2 separate regions of the Triticum aestivum genome follow, and region 2 is linked to region 1. Evidence: chromatin contacts called from public Hi-C data. All regions are on one chromosome and are shown on one strand. Each heading gives the region's core, a stretch centred on a gene start, on an enhancer-like site or on the middle of the called end of the contact. The rest is flanking DNA. Distances are from core to core; before and after follow the strand shown. Region 1 has its middle 7.1 kb from the start of TRNAA-UGC. Region 2 holds the start of LOC123189276.

The links. A called contact is a pair of places that touch in the nucleus more often than the background predicts.
Region 2: a contact with region 1 is called in a Hi-C map of leaf, with 2.1 times the contacts expected there. The contact joins the promoter of LOC123189276 here to the enhancer-like site in region 1. A contact is called at or near these places in 4 of 5 Hi-C or Micro-C datasets (leaf and an unstated tissue).

Annotation. Positions count from the first base shown.
Region 1 is chr2A:532,695,435-532,700,782 of IWGSC CS RefSeq v2.1, forward strand. No RefSeq gene overlaps it. Among protein-coding and RNA genes, the nearest start is that of TRNAA-UGC, 7.1 kb to the left of the region's middle. Within about 2 kb of position 3,252, at least 1 of the 8 cell types and tissues checked has an H3K27ac peak or open chromatin away from gene starts, as enhancers often do. A contact at or near this core is called in leaf, where this site is marked.
Region 2 is chr2A:532,776,894-532,782,241 of IWGSC CS RefSeq v2.1, forward strand. LOC123189276 reads left to right here and starts at 2,473. Exons shown (of 8, transcript XM_044601655.1): 1 at 2,473-2,821; 2 at 3,755-4,321; 3 at 4,404-4,510; 4 at 4,608-5,348. The coding sequence starts at 2,648.

The DNA of each region.
Region 1 (5,348 bases), core at 2,002-4,501:
CGACTGCGTAGCCGCCGGTGCGTCCAGCTCCCAGCCCAGCGGGGAACGGTCGCTATGGAACTGTATTTGGCAAGCGAAGGTGCCACTGAAGATGCGCGTGTCCGCGTGGAAGGCAGCGGCGGGCGCACTGGCGACTAACCAATGCAAGTCCTGCCGCCACCTAAGTACACATGATACATGCATGCTCTGTGGTGTGGAAAAGGAAGGAACTTTTCATGCGTTAGTAACAAGTGGTCATGCCAGGATTTTATGGTACACAATGAGGGCCGTCTGGCCACTTCCTTCCAATGAGCAGCTCATAGACAATGGCCCAGAGTGGATACTACATGTTTTGGCAAACTGCTCTGTACAGGTGCGTGACATGGTGATCATTTTAATCTGGCGTATTTGGCAGTTGAGGACAGATATCGTGCATAGAAAAACTGCACCATCGGTGGAAACTAATGTTGACTTCCTGAACAGCTATTTGAGATCATTATCACATGCTAGGAATTTCAGTACTGAAGAGATTATAAAAGGGAAGATGCCTATGCACTTTATCCAGCCAGAAGCGCACTGTACAGGAGGTGCAGTTCCTGGCCCTTGGCCACGGCCTCCGACTGGATCCTTGACCCTGTCTATAGATGGATCGTTTTCACGACTCGACGGTTTAGCAGCGACAGGTATGATCTTACGCAATGAAGTTGGGGCTGTGGTTTTTGCGGCCTGCCGAGTTATTTTTAATTATAATGATGCTCTGAAGGCAGAGATACACGCTCTTATGCAAGATATGGCCCTGGCCTGTCAGCATACGGAGCTCCCAGTATACGTGCAGTCTGATTCCTCGGAGGCCATGTCCATCTTATCTAGTGATTCTCTTACATGGTCGGCCTATGGGCACTTGGCAATGGCAATCAAGTTTCTGTTGGAAGGTCTGGAGTTTATTCCCTAAAAGCTTACTAGGTCTCAGAATAGGATAGCATATTGTCTGGCTAATTACAGTCGTACTGAGTCGTGTACTGATGTTTGGCTTCAAAGAGGTCCTCTTTGTATTGAGGGGCTCTTGCCAGTTGATTGTAATCATGTTACCTAAGGAATAAAACTCCCTTTATCATTGCAAAAAAAATGTAAAATGAAAACAAAAGAAATTAAAGGAAAAATGAAAACCGAAAAAGAAACATAATAAACCAAAGGGAAAAAATGAAAAAAAAACGAAGAGACAAATGAAAAAACCAGGGAAAGAGAATAAAAACAAAAGAAGAAAAGAAACCAAATAAAACAAAAAAGGAAAAGAATCCCGAAGAAAACCACTCATGTAGAAAAGGTACTGACTATGCCGGAAAAGGATAAACTGATGATTATTTACCTGCTGTGGCGAACATCAACTTATGCCCAGCTCCCTCGTAAGCCAAGTTTCAGAGATGATTACTGAATGGCAGCATACAAATATTTCAGAGCATAAGCCCTCTGCGAGAACAAAACCAAGTTGGAAAGTCCCTCCCGCTGATTGGGTGATGATCAATACGGATGCAACTTTTATTGCCAACAGTAGAATGGGAGGATGGGGATGTATTGCTCGGGACGCGTCCGGTGATGTCTTGTTTGCTGCGGCGGGCAAGCTAACAAATATTTCTGAACCTCTGCAAGCGGAAACAATGGCCCTTTTGAAAGCATTACATTTGGCGGAGGATTTTGGAATGGGACGAGTTATCTTCAGTACAGACTGCCTGGTCTTAAGTCAAGCTCTCGGCTCAATTTCTGCGGATCGTGCAAGACTGGGGACTCTATTCCGTGAGACAAAGTTTCTGCTCCGTATGGGTTTTATTGAATACAAGGTTGTTTTTCGTCCCCGTGAGTGTAATGTGCCGGCACACTTACTTGTTGGTCGTGGTGTGAGGCTAGAACCAGGAAGTCAACGTGTTTGGCTCACTGGCTTGCCCTCTGATGTAATGGGTGCCGTGGCCGCCGATTTGGTCGAGTCCACTAGCTAATGGAATGCATGGTGTTCCACGTCAAAAAAAAAAGTAAGGCGCGTCCCTAGTTATTTCCACGAAACGGACTTCGGTGAGGTGGCTGGCTCAGCGCACGATCCTCCCTCCTTCAATTCCTAGTTTCTTTTTACGACTACACGTGCGTGATCGGGCCGCCCCAATACAGCGCGAGCAGGGGAAAAGCTTCAGCGAGCGCTGCCACTTCGATCGCTTAAGGCGACTAGTAAATGCGCACGTGCAATACACGTTAATAGTTAGGTAATATATTAATTGCATGCGGATATTAGGTATGCTATTATTTGTGTGTTAATTCTGTGATTAGTGCAATATTTGGCATGCTATTAATTGCACGTTAAACACGTTTAACACTCGCCATTGGACCAGTCTAAGTCATTGGATTGACTTGTTTCGATGGTCGAGATCAGTTGGATCTGTCTCTTTGGGTCTTTTTATGTTGATATAGATATAGATAAATAGTTGCCGCGTTCTCGCTTGCGAAATTCTATACAGCGTGCAGGTCGCCCGCGAGTGACCTGACTTCCACCCCCCTTGCGCATTGGGTGTTCACATGAGCCGACCCATATTCCGTCTTTTTTCCTCTGTTTCCTCTTTTTTTTCCTTTTCTATTTTTCTCTTTACTTTTTCAATTTTTGTGACCTTTCTTTCCAAATTCCTGAACATTTTTTGTTCATCTAATTTAAAAAATGTTCATCGATGTAAAAAAAATGTTCATCAAATTTAAATTTTTGTTCATCGGATTAAAAAAATTGTTCATCAAAATTTAAAAAATGTCCATCGAATTAAAAAAATGTTCATCAAATTCAAAAAAAATCATCAAATTCAAAATTTACACATATATTTTAAAAAATTTGTAATTCAATACAATTTTTGTTCATAAATTCAAAAAATGTTCATCGAATTCAAGATTTGTTCATCAAATACCAAAAATGTTCATCGTTACTAAGGAATGCTCATAAAAAAATGTTCGTCAAAATAAAAAAATATTAATATTCAAAAATTCATTCTTTTGGAATTGCAAACATTTTTAATTGAATAATTGATTTTGATAATTAAAAATTTATAATTTTATGAAATTTAAGACCTTTTGTAATCCTGAATTACTTTGAAAAGAATAAAAAACAAAATATAAAAATGAAAAGTAAAAACGAAAAAACCAGGTGGCGTCCAGCCCCGCAAATGTGCCGGCCCAAACTGGCGCACCAAGGAAGGGAGGGTGCACATCTGCACAACCCCTAGCGCGCACCGCGCCATATAGAAGTGCATCGTCTCGATTATAGCGAGGCGTAGCGCAGCCCCACGTCGAGCAACCACTAGAATGGGTCGGCCCAGCGGGGACCACATGCATTGAGCGCTCTTATTTTGAGGACAAAAAAAGTTATGATTGTTGCCATATGATTTTTCAAGAAAGTTGCGGTGTCACTTCTAAAAAAGGCCACATTATTTAGGACATCTCTCTTAATTTTGCCATGGCCAAGTACTAACATTTTCCGAAATTTGCCATGTTTTGAAGATGACATGGCAAACATGTATAAGAAAATCAGTTATACACATAGTAAACTATAACATATTGTTCCTAATGAATTTGCCATGCATCGGTCAAGTTCTAGATCGGGCATGTATAAATGGGGGGAAAGAGTTTACTAGGATCGTGAGGGGAGCACATACAAAACAGAACGATTGCTACAAAAAATTGCATTGCGTGGACGCCCTGGTCAGGCACGCACGACCTCCACGTTGCTCTAACGAGAAGGCCATCGGCGTATCCGCCGCAAACTACCCTGCCGCTGTTGTATGCCAAGGCAAGGCTTCGCCCGTCGGCCTCATCCGGCAACGGCCAGGTCCAGGGGCTCTGGAGGAGTGGGAAGGGGCGGGGGCTAGGGTCCCCCTCCCTCCCTGTGGTGAGCGACGCGACCGCCTTTGTATTTTCTTGGGAGCAATTTGTTCCAATTGGTCGAAACAATGGATATCCCTAGAGTATGCCTCCATTTCTATGATCGTCGGCAATTATGTTGCGGCGCGCAAGAAAGGCAAGGAAGATAAATAAGTTTAAGCGTACTAATCAATTCTGCTAATGCCATGTTATTCATCATGTGTCACCGATGTAAAGTTGAATACTTACCTACATTCTCCCTGTAAACATAGGGCTTAACTTTTTGCATTTTTTTCTTGACGAAATGCAGGCAGGTCGCTGCTTTCATTCATTAAGAAGGGGAGCGCCTCAAGATAAGACAAAATATGCTAGTTACAGGGTTACCGCGCAAGGTGAAAAAAAGAGAAGATGAGAAGAAATTACATTGCTAGAGACAAAACTCTCTCAAACATGATCGCCCAGCCATTGAACACTCTTGAGGCTGGCTAATGTAGGGCACAACCCTAGACGCCCGATCTTTCACGATTAGAAGGCATCCTACAAAGAACACAAAGAACACGAAGAACACGAGGGGAAACGCGAGGGAAATCACGAGGGGAAATGAGAGGAAATACTCAAATAGACAAGAAGCGATCACACATGTGCTAGATCCTCGAAACACAAAAAGATACACGATCCAAATCCAACAAAGGACGATACATAGGGTAACTAGTTCATCTCCGTGAGGACGTCTTGAATCCACGAGGGGATCTCCCCGTAAGGGGTCTTGAATCCAAGATGGATCTTCTCCATAGAGGTCGCGGTCTCTCTCGTGGAGTAGATCTGTATGGATGAGTAAAGCTCTATCTCTAAATGAGCTAATCCTTTGCTAACCCTAGAAAGGAGGTGGAGGTGGTCTATTTATAGTCTAAGCCATGAAGGGGTAAGTGGGAGAGAGATACAAGGCCAAAGCCCGGCTGCGGTACCAGACGACCAGTGGGGTCGGACGTCCAGTGGCTCAGGACGGTCCCGACGCCCGGCGCGCGTCGGACGTCCGCTGATTCTTCTCGGGACAGGTGGCGCCGGACGTCCGATCGGCGTCGGTCGTCCGGTCGCTGGGCTCGGTCTGCGGCTGGTCGTGGGTGTGTCGGACGTCCGGTGGACCCCGGTCGTCCGAGCGCTGTAGAGTGTCGGACGTCCAGCCACTGTAGACTCCGTGGCTCCGTCTTCTTCCGTCGTCGCTTCCATGCTTCCATCACGGATGGTGTAGTTGTACACTTGCGCTCGCACTCCTCCTTGTCGTCCGTAGTGTTCCGACAATACATATGCATGCACACGGGAGAAGTGTCAACTGTCAAGTAGTATACCATCCTCGAAGGGGTCAAGTGAGCATGTGTAAAGGAGATAATTCACCTTTGTGTATGTGAAGTAGATGTCACACGTGTCACTCGCCGAACGGACTCTTGATATGGTGATGTCCATAGGATGCTCCGCATCATCTCCTCCCG
Region 2 (5,348 bases), core at 1,223-3,722, 81 kb after region 1:
GATTTTTTTGGTAGATGAAATTGATGAACTTTTTGATTTTTTTGGAAGATGAAATTAAGTCCATTTTTTCTTTTGAGAAAAGTTTTTTTTGAGATTATTTTTGAAAGATGAAAGTGAGAATTTTGTTTCTTTTTCATTTTAAGAACGTTTTTAGGCTTTTCCGTTTTCTTTTTGAGATGCATGCAATGTTCACATGTTGTGAGAAAGTTTTATTTTTAATTTTAAGATGAAGTTGAGGTTTTTTCTTCGAGAGGAAGAAATACATGCACAACTTTCTCTCAAGAGGCCCGCCACCACTAGTTTTATCTCAACATGCTACTATGTCACCTTAACATTCAATCATTAATGGAAAATGGCAAGACTCAACATACAACCATGCATATAAAAATACTTCAATAATTTAATCATATTATGTTACTTATATGCAATAAATATTTATAATTATAAAAATCTTATGTAGTTTATGTTCTAGTTCTTATATTACCAATTAATATATTTATATCCATCTAACCAAATGTAATCAGAATATATTAGAAGCAATTCCCATGGCAACACGAGGATACCATCTAGTTTACTTTAACAATTATAGATAACTGAGTTATTCCTCACTGAAGTGAACTTGTAGTAAAAACTTATGCGTTGGCTTGTTATCTTTTATCAATTTTATTATAGTGTTTTTTGATTCATTTTAATCGCTTTTGTGGCTATTATTATAGTGTAGATATAAATATACGCTCGACGTAACACAATCCACCAACCAAAAAAAAGAGCCTATGATGTGTCCCAGAACGAGGGGCAGTGGGCATAGTTTTTTGTGGCTTGGTTTAATTAGTTGGACAAATTCAACAATCTTTAATGCATTTTACTTTAACAAGAATGATTCACTTGTTACCGGTCTCTTTCTATATAGAAACTCACAAGAAAAATGGGGACAATTTTTTTCCGGGGTCAACAACCTAAAGAGTATGACCGGTATCTAGGAGTGATCGGTCTCCTCCACCCATTTGCTATCTTGCGCCTCGACCATCTAATCAACCTCACCGTCCCTCTCTTCTCCTCCTCCCACCCTTGCAACATACACCTCCCCTCTCACAGCAAATGGTGGTGGCTTGCAGCAGCGACAACAACTTGTAGTGGCGGTTGGTCGCTTGCAGCCCCGACATTGCTGCCCTACACACTGGTTTCGTCCCCCTCACAGCACGACGTCGTCGGTCCGATAGTGTTAGTGGTCATAGCTCGGCGTAGCACAAGCAGCCACCCCAATCCCTATGGCCACTCTCCCTCCCCTTGCAACATGGCGTGGTTGGGCCACAGTAGCACTGAGCGCCCAACTTCCAACAATACCGACAATGTTATCTTGAAACACCAATGGTCTCCCCTTATAGCAGTTCGTGTTTGGACTTGCAGAGCAGCACCAGCAACCTGACATGTAGCAGTGTGTATGCAGCGCCCGACCTACACCTCCGATGCCCATCTTACAATGAGGACGCCCTCATGTTGTGCCAGTCATGTGTGGCTTGCAACAATGGTGTCTCCGCTTGTAGCATAGCATAGGGAGGAGGTTGCCGACAAGATCGACTGGTCAAGAGTATTCATGGATATACGGGCGATTAAGTTGGTCAAGTTACAATGCTGTCCTTTGCGGGGTTGCTATCCATCGGATGAGTGTGCGATCGATGCCTCGGTGCGTTGGATCAATCGGCTGAAACAAAACATTGTCACTTTTTAATGAAAGAAACTATGTATCGGCCCCTGTTTTTAGGATGGTAATTCACATTTCTAGTTGTACAATCAGCAATGTGAAGCTGTAATACTGCAATGTTATTTTATCGCAAAGATAGCTTATATTGACTATTTCAATCTTAATGTTGGTCAACACAAAAGCGGTCCCTAAAGATATATACTATATGATCAAACTTCTTAATCACATTTTCAAGTCAAACTCAAAGCTAACTTCTTTTTCCTAGTTGAACTCGTATCAAACTTTTTTTTGAGCTTTAACTCGTATCAAACTTGACCGAACTGGGAAGTAAAATGCATATGCATGCTTCGATTGTAATATGCTAAGAAAACCATTGAAAACAGTCTCATACGCGTATGCATGCTCCGATAACCGAACTTCTGGATCACATTTCCGAGTCGAACTCATATCAAACCTTTCTTAATTTTCTAGTGGAACTCAAATCAAACCTTCTCTATTTTTCTAGTGGAACTCAAATCAAACTTGTCTGAACCCGGACACGGAGAAGCAAAGCCCGGGAGGGCAATTCGGTCAACCCAACGCCCCGAAAAAGGGCGCGACCCAACCGCCGAACCGTCCCGAAGCGCCTAACGCCCCGAAAATTACCAAAACGCCCCTCCCTATCCGTCTCGGCTCCGGCCCGAGCGTCCGATCCGCTCTGCGATTCGGGAAACCGCTTCCCCCGGAGAGTACCTGGTACCGCACCTATATAGCGCTACGCGTGGCGCACCCAGAACGGCGCGGAAGAAACTAAACTCGAGAGGCGAGGGGAAAAATAAGGGAGAAACAAGTGGAGGAGTAAAGCAGCGGCGCAAGCAAGGGAGGGAGGAGGAGGAGAAAGCGAGGCGATTTCTTGCGGGATTCGCCGGCGAGTTCGATCGGCGAGGGAGTCTGATCGGTGCGGTGATGGGGGTGAGGGAGCCCGTGGCGATGGAGATACCGGCGGAGGAGGGGGCGGCCGCGAGGGTGCCGCCGCGGATCAGGAGGAGGCTGCTCGAGGGCAGGGCCAGCGGCGGCGGCGGCCCGGCCAGCGCCGAGGAAATCGAGGCCAAGCTCAAGGAGGCCGACCACCGGAGGCAGGTAGGGGTCCCTGTCTGGTACCTTTGGTTTTCCTGCCTTTATTCCCCCCCTTTCCCCTTCTTCCTCCTCACGGTGGATTGCCAAGTCGCGGGGCGTGAAATTGTGAACTCGAAGTGTTGAGGCCTACTTCTTTTCCCCTTCTATTATACTCGTCGGTGGTTCCCACCTTACTGGTGAAACGATAGTTGCGTGTCCTGCTGTAGAACTGGTATGTAATTTTATATTACTTTAGTAAGAAAGTGGTGCTGTTTTTGAAGGAATTTACAGTAACTTTAGACTTGTGAAAGAATTCTTTTGGTTGAGCCTGTTCATGGGGGAGTCGGAGACTCAGAGTTACATTCTTTGGGAATTGTTTCGGCGGTAGGTAGTCGTGAGCTGAAGTTGGTCTCACGGGTGTCACGAATTGCTTTTCTGTTGGATTTTGCCGGTTTTTCTTTTCTTTTCTAGTTTGGAGTTTTCTGGTCTTTGAATTGAAGCGTTTCCCCCCATTGAAATAGTCTCAATTTTATCTGTAGTTCGGTGAAAGCGTAAACAGGAACTGTTAGTAATTAATTTAGTTGTCTGCATCGGTTTATTCCGAGTCTCCAGTAAAAATGGAAAGTTTTTTTAATCAAATAATAAAGGTGAAATTATTGTAAGTTCTAACTGCTTGAGTTAGCAAATTGATTTCAGGTTGTTTCGGTGGTAGGAGAATTATCCTAGTTTGGTAGGATAGTTTGCTTTCATCATCGACCACTTTGTTTTGCTTAGAAGTAACTTGTACCGCTGAAATTTTAGTTGCAACTTCTGTAGTTCTGTTGGTTGATGTAATCCTGGCAGGAGCTGTAGAAACAACTAAATAATTATGTGTTCTTTTGGTTAAAAAGTAAGTTTGAAGTGAATTAGCGATACATGCTTGATCAAATTAACTTATTTTCAATTGTTTCTCTGCAGCAATTCCGCGATTGGTTATCCTGCAAAGCAAGGAAGAAGCCACGGAGCCCATCGTGGTCGTCTCAAGAGGAAGATTACGGACAGCGCCTTGAAGCCAGGCTTCAGGCAGCTGAGCAGAAAAGGTTAAGCCTCTTGGCAAAGGCACAGAACCGGTTAGCCAAGTTGGATGAACTCCGACAAGCAGCGAAGAATGATGTGGAAATGCGGTTTGAGAAGGAGAAGGAGGAACTTGAGACTAGAGTCGAGTCTCGTGTCCGACAGGCAGAGGAAAACCGTATGCGCCTTCTGCATGCAGATATGCAGAAGCGGGCCGCACTGAAGGAGAGAACAGAGAGGTCTCTCGTGCAGAAGGCGACATCTGAGAGCAAGTATACAGAGCGGGTGCGATCTGCTATCCTGGCAAAGCGTGCTGCTGCTGAGAAGAAACGGTTGGCGTTGTTAGAAGCTGAGAGGAGGAAGGCTCGTGCTCGGCTCATGCATATTCAACAAGCAGCCATGACTGTAAGCAGCCAGAGAGAAGCAGACAGGATTAAATTGAAAGAACATCTGGATAGCAAACTTCAGAGGGTATGTGTTGTGATACATACGCTGATTACAATTTTAGTTCTCCTGTTCTGCTTCTTATCTGATTTGTTATCTTATTGAACAGGCCAAGAGGAAGAGAGCTGAATATTTGAAGCAGCGAGGAAGTCCGTGCAGTTCTGCTCATGCCGATTACATCAAGCATGCAGATTTTCTTTCAAGAAAGCTTGCAAGGTATTACTCTCATACATTAAATTTTCCTTTGAATTCTAACCATTTGATTGTATTTGTATGTTCGAGTTAATTGAAGTTTTCTTCTCGTATATTGTAGGTGCTGGAGAAGTTTTGTGAAGTCCAGGAAGACAACACTTGCCTTAGCTCAAGCTTATGATGCTTTGGGAATTAATGAAAAATCTGTGAAGTCAATGCCATTTGAGGAATTAGCTATGTTGATGGGATCTCCCACAGCTCTTGAGGCTACTAAGGCATTACTTGACCGGTTCGAGAGGCGTTTGACTCTTTGTCAGTCAGCAAGTTCATCATCTGCAGAAAATATTGACCATCTACTGAAACGCCTTGCGACTCCAAAGAGGAAGGCACCTCCGAGTAGAGACGGAAGAACAAGGGTTGCAGCAAAAAGGCCAGCAAGAACTTCTGAAACAAGCAGGTTGTCTAGATATTCACTGAGGGTGGTACTCTGTGCTTACATGATCCTGGCTCATCCTAGTGCTGTTTTAAGTGGAGATGGTGAGCAAGAGAAGCTACTCATGGAGTCAGCAGCAAACTTTGTCAGGGAGTTTGAGCTGTTAGTTAAGACAATACTCGAGGGGCCAGGAAGAGCCTCAAGGCAGCCATCTCTTGATGCTGCTGAATCATCTAGTTGCCAGAAGTCTTATGATGTTGCCAGTCAAAGTAAATTCAAGACTCAGTTGGTTAATTTTGACAAAGCGTGGTGCACCTATCTTTACGGATTTGTGGTGTGGAAAGTAAAAGATGCAAGATCATTGGAGGGTGATCTTGTTAGGGCTGCATGCAAGCTTGAGCTGTCAATGATGCAAACATGCAAGTTAGC